Regions from separate parts of the Mus musculus genome. Here regions 1, 2 and 4 are each linked to region 3. A link is a contact called in public Hi-C, HiCAR-type and promoter capture Hi-C data. All regions are on one chromosome and are shown on one strand. The core of a region is the stretch at or near the end of the contact, and the rest is flanking DNA. Distances in the headings are between cores, read along the strand shown.

Region 1 (3,182 bases), core at 473-2,972, 340 kb after region 3:
GAGAAGGATTTTGAGGGAGGAAATGGAAGGGGAAAACACTGCAATTAAATGATAATCTCAAACAAATAAACAAAAAAAGAAGGCAGAAGGTCCTCTATAGACCCATGACATGTCATCATCGATATTATTATGATGATATCGATTCTCTAAGTTAGGTTGACTCAATAAACTGAGATGCAAATGAACATCATAATTTAGTGTTCTGAGTAAGAACTCCTGTCATTCATAATTCAGTGTTCTGAGCAAGACCTCCTGTTGTAAACATTTATCTTGAGAGACGCTTTTCTTATGACTGTACATGAGATCAAAACTTGGCAAAGAAGGGAGTTGTGTGGTCTCGGGTGATGAATGAGCCACAAATCACAAACCCATGGTCCTAAGCAGAGACTATCAACTTCCCAAACTGAAGAAACAACATTTTCATTTTCTTTCCGGCTTTCAGGGCTTTTCTAAAAGCATTAAAACTCTAGAGTAAATATGAAGTGTCTCCTTCGGATAAAAAGCAAGGCAAGTGCAGGAAAGAACAATTATAAAAACAGTTATCACAAGAAATAGATTGTGTAGAGTAATATAGCTTGCTGAAAACATAGCAGCATCCCAAATTCTGTGTGTTTGAAGTGGGAAAAAAATTTCATCCTCCCTCGACTCTACCTAGGTAGGGCCTCACCTACATGACTAAGAGAGCAGTTCACCACATAGAGAAGTAGGAAGGGCATGGGGGCAGAGTGGAGAGGGCCTGAAAAAGTGACAGGTGAATGGCCAACTCCTGCTTCTCTAACAAGCCTGAGTGCTGTGCCACCACAGGTCATCTTCTGCATCTGTCCCTTGTACTTCCCTGACTATCTTGAGTCCTTCCTGCCACTTGTGTACTCAGAGAGTGCCAGTCTTCTCCCTTGGGAGCGATCTGCTCCAGTATTGGCCCTGGCTAGTGTGCTGGGTTTGAGCCTGCCTTTGGCAGCCTAGTCTCCTGAGTGTAAGCTTGGGCTCTGTCATGCTTCCAATTGTCCCTATGAGAGGACTTCAGTAAATTGCTCAGATCCCCCATGTACCTACCTAAAAGAGACCGTCGATCTTATTTATTCCACGGGCTGGGAAAGGAAATGGCTAACGCATAAGCACGTAGCACACAGTGTACAACACCGTGAGTGTCCCACAACTGCTAGCTAATCAAGCGAGTCTGAGTCACACTCTTCTCAGATGACAGATGCTTACAGACAGAGGATCAGAGCCTCAGCACAGCTTACCTGACCATCTTAACATGAGCCCCCAAATAATTCTCTATGGTTTTTTCTTCATTCTCTGTGCTCCAGCCCAGGTACCCCATCAGCTGTGTCCATGGTGATATCTGGCAATCAAAACTTCCCATACACCATCTCCTCCCCCCTTTTTTTTCTGCTCATACACCTACTTCTGACTAAATTCTGACCATCCAAAAACACCTTTTAAAACCCAGCATGGCCTCTGTGATACAAATCATGTGCCGCGGCATCAGTTACGTTCGCTCTTGCATCCTCAGAGCCATGAGTCAGGCAAAATATATATACAGACACAAGTCACCCAAAACCACCCAAACAGTTTCACTCTGTGATGCTTGTTCTTACTGGAAATGTGCCAACAATTTGCCTCTAAGACATCAAGACTGAAAGAAGGAAACATAAGATGGTGCATGAAGTCCCAGCATGCACTAGCACAGAACAGTAAACGTGTTAAGAAGGGGAAGCGACAGCCAGCCCTGGGGACCCATGACTCACACAGTGAAGCAGAGTTACAGGCAGTTTGCAATCTCTCTGGTTTCCGATACAGAACTCACCTCAGCCCACAGGTTTAGCATGAAGTTCCCACTGAAACGAAAGCAACTGTATTTACACTATCCTTATTTCATTCTCTCCGGTGTTAAAAACACTATGTCCTCTTAACCTATTGTCTTTAAAAAAAAAATTACCTCCTTCTGAATGCAAAGTAAGCAGCAGCTATTGCTACACTGAAACCACTTGAAAGGCAACATGGGATGTCCTGTCCACTTGATTTCACAGTTTTCTAACAACCAAGCAAAGCAATGTCAGGAGCATTAATAGCATCCTGCAATTGACAGGAGTTAAACTTTCTTAACTTATTTCTAACTAGCTTCAGTTCTTCCCTGATTATAATTTTTAACGGAAATGACTTAATGAATCTGTCATTTTAAACAAAAAAAAACTTTAATTCTTGTCATTATTTTCCTTGGTGATATGATAGGTTCCAAAATGGAGGAAATATGCAATCTGTAATCAATGTAAATCTTAATAATCAGGTCTTGGAAACACTAGTGTATCGTTGTTTTGAAGTCCTAAAATACAGACTTTGATGTTTATAAGCAAAGCAACAAGGTCCACACCAACCATCCACAGTCTATAATTATGCCCTGGATTGTTAAGAAACCAGAAACAAAACAGCAATTTATGATTTTGAAGGGACAGGACACAAGCTAACCTCTACCGCTATCGTGACCAGTTGAGCTTATAGGTAACAGACCAAGCACAGGGTTTCCCGTGCACACCGCTGCATTTTTGCACAGTGAGAAGCTATCCTCGTGGGTCACCTGATAAATGAAGTTAATTCAATCTGTGGTTGCACCAAGTGGAAGGTAATTCACCGAGCCTTGGATAATGCAAAGGTCATACTATTCTAAAAAGATAATCCTTCAAATATACTTACCCAAGTATCTGATCGTTTGGGAAAGAATTACCAGGAAGTGCTCCAGGGAAGATAGCCCAAACCATGCTTCTCCCAACACCAAGCTTGCAATGCAGACCTGGAAAGGGCTGGCAGCCCACACCAGATGCAAGGCTACAGGCAGATTGATGGACTAGAGACCACACTCGGGGGACAGCCCCTTTACTGCCTGCTAACTGCTTATTGAGAACTGAGTTGGCTTCACCAGCACTGAACACTCAGACATTTATGATGATCTATAGCCTCACTTTGAAGTTTATCCAAAGATAGCTACAGAGTCACGGAGTCTTATTTCTATTAGATTCCCCTGGAACTCACTATCTCTAGTGGGCTCTGGACTGAAATGCCTCTGGTTTGCTTTGTCACAGACACCCTGGAATCATACACTTTACTTTTAGATTGTGAATGCCCAATATTACATATTCGATTATTATAAACAACGAATATTTTCCTTGATTTTTTGAGAGTTA
Region 2 (3,256 bases), core at 16-2,515, 340 kb before region 3:
AAACTTTCAGCAAGTATTGAGGAAAAACCCATCCTTAAATCCAACTTGCTAAACTTTTCAAGTCCATCTCCACTCAGCCATATGTGAAACTCCATCATAAGCCATAAAATGCAGTGCAATCAACTACCTCTTCAAGATATGTTAGGAAAAATCAAATCTGGGTAAGATTTCTTCCTAGAAATAGTACAACTTTGGAGTTGTGCCTTTTACTGGCCCCCTTTTGTTCTTCTGCATAGATGTATAGATCTGTGGTGTTATAGGCAACCTGTCAGGTAGCTATACAAACATGTATAAGCTAGAAAATGACATCGAGGTAGAGGACAACTAGCAAGACTTAGTAACGCTGATAGTCAGGTCATGCAGCAAGCCCACTCAGGCCAGAAATCTCAAAAATGTTATTCCTAAATAGCCAAAGTGGCTGTTTCAGCCATTTAAGAATTTCAAAAGTCCATCCCATAATCAGCCACCAAATGCAGACACTATTGCATACGCCAACAAGATTTTGCTGAAAGGACCCTGATATAGCTGTCTCTTGTGAGGATATGCCAGTGCCTGGCAAACACAAAAGTGGATGCTCACAGTCAGCTATTGGATGGATCACAGGTCCCCCAATGGAGGAGCTAGAGAAAGTACCCAAGGAGCCTAAGGGGTCTGCAACCCTATAGGAGGAACAACAATATGAACTAACCAGTAACCCCAAGAGCTCGTGTCTTTAGCTGCATATGTAGCAGAAGATGGCCTAGTCAGCCATCATTGGGAAGAGAGGCCCCTTGGTCTTGCAAACTTTATATGCCCCAGTACAGGGTAACACCAGGGTGAAAAAGTGGGAGTGGGTGGGTAGGGGAACAGGGAGGGGGGAGGGTATAGGGGACTTTCAGGATAGCATTGGAAATGTAAATGAAGAAAATACCTAATCAAAAATTGGAAAAAGTAAAAAAAAATTCAAAAGGACCTCAAAAAGAGACCACAGTTACTTGCATTCTCTGTGAAGGGTACCCTGGAGCCTGCTGTGATAAATCTGGGGATTCCCAACAAGTCATGTTCTATTCTGAGAAAAACACAACCGAGTGTTCCCATGACAAGAATGATGAAGAGTTTGTCAATTTTGCTTCTTAGCTAAAGAGAAAACACATCAGGTTATAGCTCTCAGAGCTGAGCGAACTGTCCCCCATCTTGGTTTAGAAACGAGTCATCCTCCACCACATCACATGCTCCATGCTCTCCAGAGTTCCTTGGATGGAGAATTTAAGAAAGCCTCCTTGTTCCCCACTTCTGTCTGCCAATGGCTGCTCATGACTAATCGAACACTCAGTAATGATGGCTTTGTCCTGAAGCCAGTTCTAGTAGAAGAGCAGTAAGCAGCTTTCCAGCCAGAGAAAGAATCTGCAAAAATAATGGGCTGTCAGCTGAAATATTTTCAGATGTCGGCTTCTGAAAGACAGAACAAGCTGAAGGCTGTTCTACCTCCAATTTTTTTTTTTGAAGGGCATCATTTACCCCAGATTCTTGTAAATCCCAAATTCTCTTTACTTGCCTAACACAGTGGGTTTTTACTTCTTGACCCTTGCCTGACCATTCCTGAGGACACAGCTCATGCTTCTGATTTTTTTAAACCTCTCTGACAAATCTGACATATTCCAACCTCTTGAATGTTCATCTTTTGACTGTATGGCAGACGAGATAAAAATAATAGGGTGTGTGTGTGCTATACTGCTATTCGGGATGGGTCCCGTCTGGCACCAAAGTTTGACTCTGGGCTTTAATTCTTCCTGCCTAAGAGAGACTTTTAAGTGAAGCAATTATACTGGGATTTCCTTCCATTTTCCAAAGAATGAAAAGTCAGATTCAATGGACCCTGCCCTTGTAATGTGTAACTGAGAACATGCTTTAAAAGAGCTGTAAAAATAACCCAAAGGAAAGACAAAAGGGGGCGTCATCTGACCATGACAGGCTTCCCCAGTGGTTAGGGAAAAGCAAGCTATTGTGAGCACAGCTCCCAGGCCTGGGTTTTACTCTCTGTGGCTGACCATTCAGTTCAGGATTTGCATTCAGGGGCATCACTGTGGCTTTTACTATGGCTCTCACAGGCTCTACTGACTTAATAAATACAAAGGTGAGGTACTGAACTACCTGTTTAAATGAGCTCTTTAGCTTAATTAGATTTTTTTCCATTATGCATAGTTGTTCTGGAGTATAAGGATACAATTAAGGTGTACTGATGAAAACTATCAGGACCAAGGTGCCCCCAGTTCCTTCAGGAAGCAGATATTAAAATGCAAGGGCTACTTCTGGTTTTCAGGGATATGGCTCCATAGTGAGATATTTTCTGACCGGTTAGCCTATCGACCATTCACTGTATATCCCTGGTAAGGAGACCCTGGGGGCTGGAGACATGGTTCTGTGGTTAAGAGTGCACCCTGCTCTTCCAGAGGACTTGAGGTTAGATCTCAGCATCCATGATGGGCAGCCCCCAGTTGCCTTAACTCCAGCTTCAGGGTACACAATGCCCTCTTGTGGACTTCGTGAGCATCGGCACTCACATGCACATACCCACACACAGATAAACATATACACATAATTAAATAAAACATAAATAAAATACTAATAAAAGAAGGGGACCCTGTATGGAGTAGTAATATCCATACTACTCTGAAGTGGTACGTTAGGAATATCCAGATTTTGAGGTCAGTTTCCATTTACCTGACACATCCAGATGCTCCAGGTTGGGACAGAGTGACACCACATCAAAGACAGCCTCGTTCGAGATATTGTAACATCCTGAGACTTCCAGGCGCCTCAGTTCTGGACAGCACTGTGCAATGGTATAAAGCCCCCGGTCTGTGAGCCGCCGGCAGCCACTGACAATGACAGTCTCCAGCATGAGACACACATTGGGGGTGTCCTGGCAAAGCCTGCGGGTCAGTACTTTCAGGGCACGGTCCACATTGATGGTCTCTCCAGTGAGACGGATAGTCCTCCAGAGGCGCGGGTCCCAGGCCAGGTTGTACCAGCGGCGGCACACACGTGCACAGCGACATAGCTGGTTGGTGGGCAGGAAGGAGAAGATCTGCACCATGGAGTGGTCCGGGAGCCTGTCTATGCTGGCTTGCTCTTTCTGGGGTCTGGAGGCGAGCCGAATGAGTGGGTGAGTGAGGCGGGTCGGGGGCGGGGAGTGAACCATAGCCACTGTCTCCCCGGTGATGGAGGATGAAGATGTGGACGAACCCCTTCCATTCTGAAATCCTGGCAAAGTCGG
Region 3 (3,367 bases), core at 648-3,147:
AAGTTATCGAACACCCTTTGAATAACTCCAACTTAGGACATTTCATTGTTTGTCTCCCCACACATTTTAAAAACATTAACTTCAATACCTTCAGAGAATGAGTGGCCAAGACTCTCCAATAATCTTTTTTTGGCCCACTTTCAACACTTGCTGTCTAAAAAGATTAACATTTCTTTCAAATATTTATCTCATGTATTTGCCCAGGACAAAACTATTATATATGCATGTGTATGTCTGCATATGTACAAAAAATATATGGATGGAATTCAAAACATGATAGTCTGGAAATGAATGATTTTTTTAATTGAGTGGATTTTTCTAGGGTTTGCTTTTAGTATAAGTTTTACAAAGTAGCTCAGAAGTAAACACAGATACAAACAGGGAGAGACGCCCCTACATTCTGTAACTATGGCTCCAAGTTTTGGACAGGCTGATAAGCGGTTCCTTAACACCAGATGCTGAATAGCTATTCTGCATTCCTGCCAGTCTGAAAGGGCTCTTCCCTCCTTTGTAACCGCCTGTGCTCTGGGGAAAGGCAGGAAAGCCAACCCAGTCTCCTCACTCCTTTCAACCAGGTTCACTCGATACAGACCTTAACTCTTGAACTGTAGAAAATGTCTTTGCTTTGTGCATATCAGGGACATGCTGTTAATCACAGGGGTTAAAACACTACTGGTATTATGCAAAGCGGGGAAGGCGGGACTGAGGAGGCAACCCACACATCCATCATCCCTTTAGGAGTAGGCGGAGTTTAAAGTTTCCCCCAACTTCCAAGTACTCACTTGACAGGCAATATTTCTGTGCAATTTCCAGCCCCGAGTAACAGATGGTGCTCTGCCTGTCTTGAGCCTCGAGAGAGCCCAGACAAAGCTCCCAGCCACTCCATGCCTCGCGGGACCCATAGGTGGTTAGTTTCACAGACCTGTCAGACCAGGGCAGTTAGCAAAGAATGGAAGCTTAACTTCTTCCCGAAGTTTTTTTCCTGATAGGAGGAAGTCCAGAGGACTAAAGCACAAAAAGGCCTGGGAAAGTTTTGACTGCTTCAATTCTCTGCCAAACCATCACCTAGACCAAGGTGCGCAGAGAAGGAAAAGCTGGGGCACACGTGTTCAGAAACACAGCAGAAATGCAACTTGAGCAGTCCTAAAGACAACCTGGAAAATTGCTTAAGAGACCCCAGTGGTGGAAAGGCACGTCCAGGTACCAGAGACTGGATCAAGCAGAGCCCAAAGGGAAGCCGGCTACCCCGACGTCACCAAAGTAGGGTGCGCCTGAGCTGTGTGCGAGAGGAAAGGGAGGGGGCGCGATCCGGGAGTCGGGGGAGGGGGTACGTTCGGCCCACTCACCCTCACTGCCGTACTGTTTGCCATTGTTCGCGCCCATCCTGTCGCCGTCATGCCCGCCTCCTCCCTGGACACTGCATAGCTGGGGCGCACCTCCCAGGCGGCGGGGCAGAGGAAAGCGGGCAGGACCGGACCCTTAGCTGCACATGCCCCTTCCAAGGGCCGATTTGGGCTTGGGGGTCCGCAGTGCTCTGCGACCGGAGGGGTGGGACTAGGTCCGCTCCTGGCACCCCCGAGGGTGGCGAGCCAGCTCCAGAGCAACCACCGGAGCTCTCAGATTCCGCGCTCCGGGCGAGTGGGAGCAGCGCGAAGCACAGCCCGCGCCCGGGTGCCGCCCCTAGACTCGCCGCTCCACCGCCGTGGGGTCCCCATGCGCCTCCGCGGTCCCCAGCCGTGCGAGCCGAGCCGCGCCTGCCCCAGGCTGTCCGGCTCCTCGGCCTCCGCCTCCGCCCTGCGCCCCCGTGCGTCCGCGGCTTCCCCGGGGAGGGCGCGGCGGCCACTTGTTGCGGTGCCCCGAGTGAGCAGAGACTTGTGGCCCGGCGCTGCTCGCCTGCGGGCCGGACTTTTGTTAGCGCCAGGCGCCTCCTCTCGCCGCCCAGCGTCAATCACAGCTGGAGCCCCCGGGAGGAAGGCCGGCCCGGAGATGCGCGGCCTTTTAAAGGGGCAGCACGCCTTTTCCGGGCTCCGGCTCCTGGTCCCCGCCAGGGCTCTGGCTCTCCGTGCCACTCGCGAACCCTCCGGCGTGAAGGACCGTGCTGCGCGCTGTGTTTTCTGTGGACTGTGGGCTTCAAGACGTTCTTCGAATTCCCCTGGAGTTGTCTACAAAAAAAATGGCCCATTTGTGACGTTTACTAGAAACATGCAGTCAGTGTCCGGTTCTGGCACATTTCTGGTACCTGTGCTGGCAATCTCCAGCGGCTCCTTGGGTTTCGGGGCTAACGCGAGGAATGGAGGAGGGGTAAGGAAAACTTGAGAGGAACTTAGCAAGGGAGTGGTCTCTGGAGAGCAAAGACATTCCCCGCCCTGAGAAGGAGGTTTCCTGGCTCTGAAGTTTTGAAAGCTTCCGAGACACGACTTTTTTTTCCCTCCTCATTTATTTATTTATTTTTCTTCTTGTAGTTGATGCCATCTTTTATTTAGTAACTTACTACTTCGTTTGGAGATTTACGTGGCGTTTGCAAAGCCCCCTCCTCCTTTAAATCGCCCTTTGGTGTTCCTTCCATTAAATAGGGAAAAAAAAAAGATAGAGAATCTTAATGTCCTACTCCATTTCTATGTAAGTGCCTAGAAAGTCTCACTGAAGATCAGAACGTTGTTCACGCAGATTTTTTTGGTGGTGAAACGAACACGCAGCAGTTTCTCCTTACAGATGTTGTAAATTAAATTAAAGCTTAGTGATATGTTTATCTTTATATATACATAATTCTTGAATAGAAACCCAGGAGTTAGTAAACAATGGCTTCTTATGAGATGATTTGACTTCTTGTAAATTCTCCTTAGATGAGTTCCTACAATGCTCTTCATTAAAGATAAAACATTATGTTTCAAAGTTTAAAATCTATCCTTAACCATGCAGATACCATATTCTTAAGTAAACGTGTAAACGTTCAAAGATAGAACAGAATAATTATTGTGTTGGGAACCTTTTTTGTCTTCTACTCCAAAGCCATAAAAGAATGTTTTAATGTCTTTTAAAATATCTAAACAGTAATGTGTAATTCCTAAACACTTGTCTAATGAGATAAAATTAAAAACATTAAAATTAAAATTAATTTATGATGGGCTCCCTACAAGATTCTGCTAGAAAACACAAAATCAATCTAAAAATGAGTAGACAGCAGGGCTGTCTTCCTGCACAAGATGGATTCTGCCTGGTCCTTGGGGTGACTTTGAAAATCTGAGCAATCTGCCTCCACTCCCCCTCAAAATTGCTAGGGTTGCAGGCATCTGTCTCCTACCTGGGTTTATATGGTGCAAAAGAACAAACCCAGGACTTCATTCATGCAGGGCAAACACTGTCTACC
Region 4 (3,416 bases), core at 289-2,788, 380 kb before region 3:
GTCCTGATTTTCTATATACCATAGGACTACCTTTCCAGGGTGTCACCATCCCTGGTAAGATCCACCCTCCTATATCAATCACCAATTGAGAAAATTTACTACAGGATTTCCCATTGGCCAATCTGGTGGGAACATTTTCTCAATTCAGAGGTATTTTTGGTTTTTGTTTGCTTGTTTTGTTTTGCTTTGTTTTGGTGTAGTCATCATTATTTTTAGAAAAATAATTCTAGCTTGTGTCAAACTGACCAAAATCTAGTCAGGACAGTAAAATATACATAATGTAGAAGAGGTATTCATTATAAAACTTGCTTCCATCATATACAGGCCTTGAAATCCAGCAGATACTTCCTACAAGTGGGAGAATTAGAAAGATAGGTGATAGAATTTAGTCTGTACTTGAAGTCACAAGACCCAAGAAAACTAAGGGTAAAAATCCAAGTCTAATGTCAGGGGCCTGAGAACAATAAATGAACAATACTGGAACCTCAACACCCAAGAAACAACAACTCTTTGTCCATTGGCAGAGATGTCCCTACTGAACATGATGCCCACCCACAATGCCAAGTTCTCTTACCTTTGCTTACTCTTCCAACCATATACTAAAGTCTTTATATGGCACACCCAGAAATAATGACTTCCTAGCTATCTGAAATCTTATAAATCAGACCAGGCAACATAAAATTAACCATCACTTAGTGAAAACAGGGTTCATTGACTTTATGTTTATACTGATCTCTTCTTTTCTTCAGTACTTACATTCTTCAATACTCCCTCTCATTGTACGCAAAATACACTGAAAATACGAAGATTTTCAGCATCCAGTGAATTGAGTGTGCATATGCTACCAAATCTCCAAATTATGTTTAGTGGCTCAAGTTGGCATGTCCAGGCAAAAGAGAAACTCTTTGCCAATATTCTGATTTATCTTTCCTCTCCCTTTCTCTGACTCAAGCAGACACTATACCCCTTTTCATAAGTTTTATGCATTATTTCATTTTCCTTCAAATTACAAAAATATTCTAAATAAATCTGATTTTCAGCGCTATTGTGCATCTTTATTATTTGCTCACTTAGTTAATTCATCAATATTTAGCCAGAATTTTACCAGAAGTGAGGTAAAACTCAGGTCTTTTAAGAGAGGTTGTCTCTGTAACTGCTAGCCAGATGTCATTTGAAAACCAGAAGTCTGAGCCCATCATTGGTGATAAGGGGATGATTCAATTCCATTTGGGTAAATTATGTCTGTCTACTGAAACAGACTCTTGATTGAATCAAAGGACGCTTTTCTTGGACGCTCTGGTAATTGCTTCAATTCTCCAGCGAGTTCAAATATTACAGAAATGGTGTTTGAGGGAGTGGGGGATGGTAGGCCTAATTGGAGAGTCTGGTTTTATAAGCAGGCTGCTTTCATCTTGCTCTTCTTTGGAAATAATGAGGTTTGTAAAAATCACTGTAAATATATGTCTGAACATGTAGCCCCCCTCACTCTCTCGCATGATTTCATAAGCAGCTGGTGTTACCATGGCAGTTAAACAGAGTAAGCATGCTCATTTTAGGACATCTGTATCCAATACAGACTATCTGGCCTGTCTGTGTCCCTCCTCTGTGTGTAACGTGATGGAAAGCAGGCTCTGAGTTTTGGGTGCCTGCCTCGTGTACTTCTCCATATCATGAAGTGAACAGCCACTTCCTTTCCAAGTCTCATAAATGCTACAAGGATTTTCATTTTCCATTAAGAGGACAAGATTTTCTTTCTCTCTGTGATCTCAGAAGTCCTTGCAGATGATATACTTTGAGAGAAGTGTAGAAAAGTCCACTAGACTCTGGATCCATCCATGTGTTCCTACAACCTCACAGTTCCCAAGACACTCTCAGCTTTTCAACTTGGCTTTGTAAATAGAAGTGATAACTATAAAACAAGCCAAAATTGATACCCAATGTTGAAGAACAAAAGAGTGTTACCTGAATTCAAAGATTAAAATCAGGTCTGTGTCATATTGTTCCCCATTTTAATTCTGTTTGTTTCCTTACACCGAAGATGATATGCTACATCATACATTATTGCTATGTAAATTCTGATAAGTTATTTGAAATATACCACAGAGACATCTCTTTTGCTTAATCAACAAGATCATTGTCCCATTGTCAACAAAAAGTGTTTGCTTTACCAAAAGAAAGTCCTTCTATAGTTGTAAAGTGAATATCCTGTAACCACGATTCTCAGTGTGTGGTCCTCAAGCAATATCGGCATTCCTTAAAAATTAGTGGTGATGGGGATTATTTGAGCAAATAACAACGACCAAAAAGATCTGGGCTCAGACCCATTTGTGTGCATGTTAACAGGACTTCCAAATGACTCTGCTAAAATTCAAGAACATCTGTTCTTTAAAAGAAAACTAGTGGCTTAGATTCAGAAAGGAAATCAACACGTGTACAGGGTGCTCTCTCAGACCTTGCCACAGAGACTTGGAAGACAGCACACTTTCTGTATGCACTCTTGAGACATCTGTGTTACCTGCCTTCAAGTAATGAGTTACTATTACAACAACCCAGGTGGTAAGTACGGCCATTCTTATATTCAAAATGAAGTAATTAAGGCGGAGGACATTGCTAAGGTCACACGGCTTCATCAGCTGAATACAGTCCAACTCAGTCCAACATAGTCATGGGGATTCTTATCGGGACTTGCAGAGTCCTGCAGAAAAATACAGACATTTTTCAAAAGGAATCCAGCGGTGCCCCTGAAGGAGGATGCGGGGCCAGGTCTGTTCCTAAAATATGAGATAAGAAAGTGTCTCAGGAGAGCAGATAGGCCAAAATGTAAAGCATGTGGCTAAGAATTTATGCTATATGTATATGTGTGTGAAATTTGAACATTACAACTGAGCATGGCATTTGCAGGTACTTCTTGTTCTTTTGTTTTTTTTTATTCCTAGTAAAATATTTTTCCATAAGCTTCAATTGTCCAGCTTGTTATTGGTGTTTAAAAAGTTCTGTGTACTTCTTGGTCTTGAACACAGCTCCCAATAAAAGGGGTTTTCAGGGATTTTTTTTCCAAGTGCTTTGGCTAATCCTTTATAGACTCTTTGAGTAGAGTTTGGCTACACAACTGGCCCCATGTTAGAGGCAGCATTTTGACCTGAAAACCCAGCATGTAGGCTCAAAACCCCAAACAAGAGCAGAGTCCTACTCCATCAAATACCTGGTCCATTGTTCTAGGAAAGTCCCTAAATGTACTGACCTTGCTTCTTCTTTGCTTATGCCATTCTTATTAACTAAAGTGTGACAATTAGGAAATGGTTTTATTCATAAAGGACAAAGACTCAGGGCATACGATTCGGGCAAGTTTCTGATGTAACTGCTGGCTGACAATAAAGACTTCCTTTGGGACTTTAAGAGTGGACACATAGTGGTCT

Evidence for each region. Promoter capture Hi-C pulls out the DNA fragments that hold promoters and counts their contacts. A called contact is a pair of places that touch in the nucleus more often than the background predicts. HiCAR-type assays count read pairs that join an accessible place to other places.
Region 1: a contact with region 3 is called in a promoter capture Hi-C map of trophoblast stem cells, with 4 times the contacts expected there. The contact joins the enhancer-like site here to the promoter of Fbxl7 in region 3. A contact is called at or near these places in 13 of 39 promoter capture datasets (cranial neural crest, embryonic stem cells, epiblast stem cells and 7 more), 4 of 484 Hi-C or Micro-C datasets (the N1E-115 cell line, embryonic fibroblasts, neural progenitor cells and 1 more), 5 of 115 datasets of contacts at active chromatin or transcription factors (astrocytes, cardiomyocytes, embryonic stem cells and 2 more) and 1 of 9 other capture datasets (embryonic stem cells).
Region 2: a contact with region 3 is called in a HiCAR-type map of fibro-adipogenic progenitors, with 4 times the contacts expected there. The contact joins the enhancer-like site here to the promoter of Fbxl7 in region 3. A contact is called at or near these places in 5 of 39 promoter capture datasets (cranial neural crest, embryonic stem cells, liver and 2 more), 1 of 484 Hi-C or Micro-C datasets (adipose-derived mesenchymal stem cells), 1 of 115 datasets of contacts at active chromatin or transcription factors (fibro-adipogenic progenitors) and 1 of 9 other capture datasets (embryonic stem cells).
Region 4: a Hi-C map of the N1E-115 cell line shows a contact between it and region 3, with 5 times the contacts expected there. The contact joins the enhancer-like site here to the promoter of Fbxl7 in region 3. A contact is called at or near these places in 5 of 39 promoter capture datasets (cranial neural crest, embryonic stem cells, frontonasal cranial neural crest and 2 more) and 2 of 484 Hi-C or Micro-C datasets (the CH12 cell line and the N1E-115 cell line).

The regions. Positions count from the first base shown.
Region 1 is chr15:27,231,294-27,234,475 of GRCm38.p6, forward strand. No RefSeq gene overlaps it. Among named protein-coding and RNA genes, the nearest start is that of Gm23903, 170 kb to the left of the region's middle. Within about 2 kb of position 1,723, at least 9 of the 459 cell types and tissues checked have an H3K27ac peak or open chromatin away from gene starts, as enhancers often do. A contact at or near this core is called in the N1E-115 cell line and trophoblast stem cells, where this site is marked.
Region 2 is chr15:26,549,741-26,552,996 of GRCm38.p6, forward strand. It overlaps Fbxl7 (F-box and leucine-rich repeat protein 7), which reads right to left. Exons shown (of 4, transcript NM_176959.3): 3 at 2,701-3,256. The region is part of intron 1 of Gm52206 (a long non-coding RNA gene); the gene reads left to right. Among named protein-coding and RNA genes, the nearest start is that of Gm52206, 4.2 kb to the left of the region's middle. Within about 2 kb of position 1,266, at least 8 of the 459 cell types and tissues checked have an H3K27ac peak or open chromatin away from gene starts, as enhancers often do. A contact at or near this core is called in fibro-adipogenic progenitors, where this site is marked.
Region 3 is chr15:26,893,667-26,897,033 of GRCm38.p6, forward strand. It overlaps Fbxl7 (F-box and leucine-rich repeat protein 7), which reads right to left and starts at 1,898. Exons shown (of 4, transcript NM_176959.3): 1 at 1,347-1,898. The coding sequence starts at 1,383.
Region 4 is chr15:26,517,958-26,521,373 of GRCm38.p6, forward strand. No RefSeq gene overlaps it. Among named protein-coding and RNA genes, the nearest start is that of Gm52206, 27 kb to the right of the region's middle. Within about 2 kb of position 1,539, at least 15 of the 459 cell types and tissues checked have an H3K27ac peak or open chromatin away from gene starts, as enhancers often do. A contact at or near this core is called in the N1E-115 cell line, where this site is marked.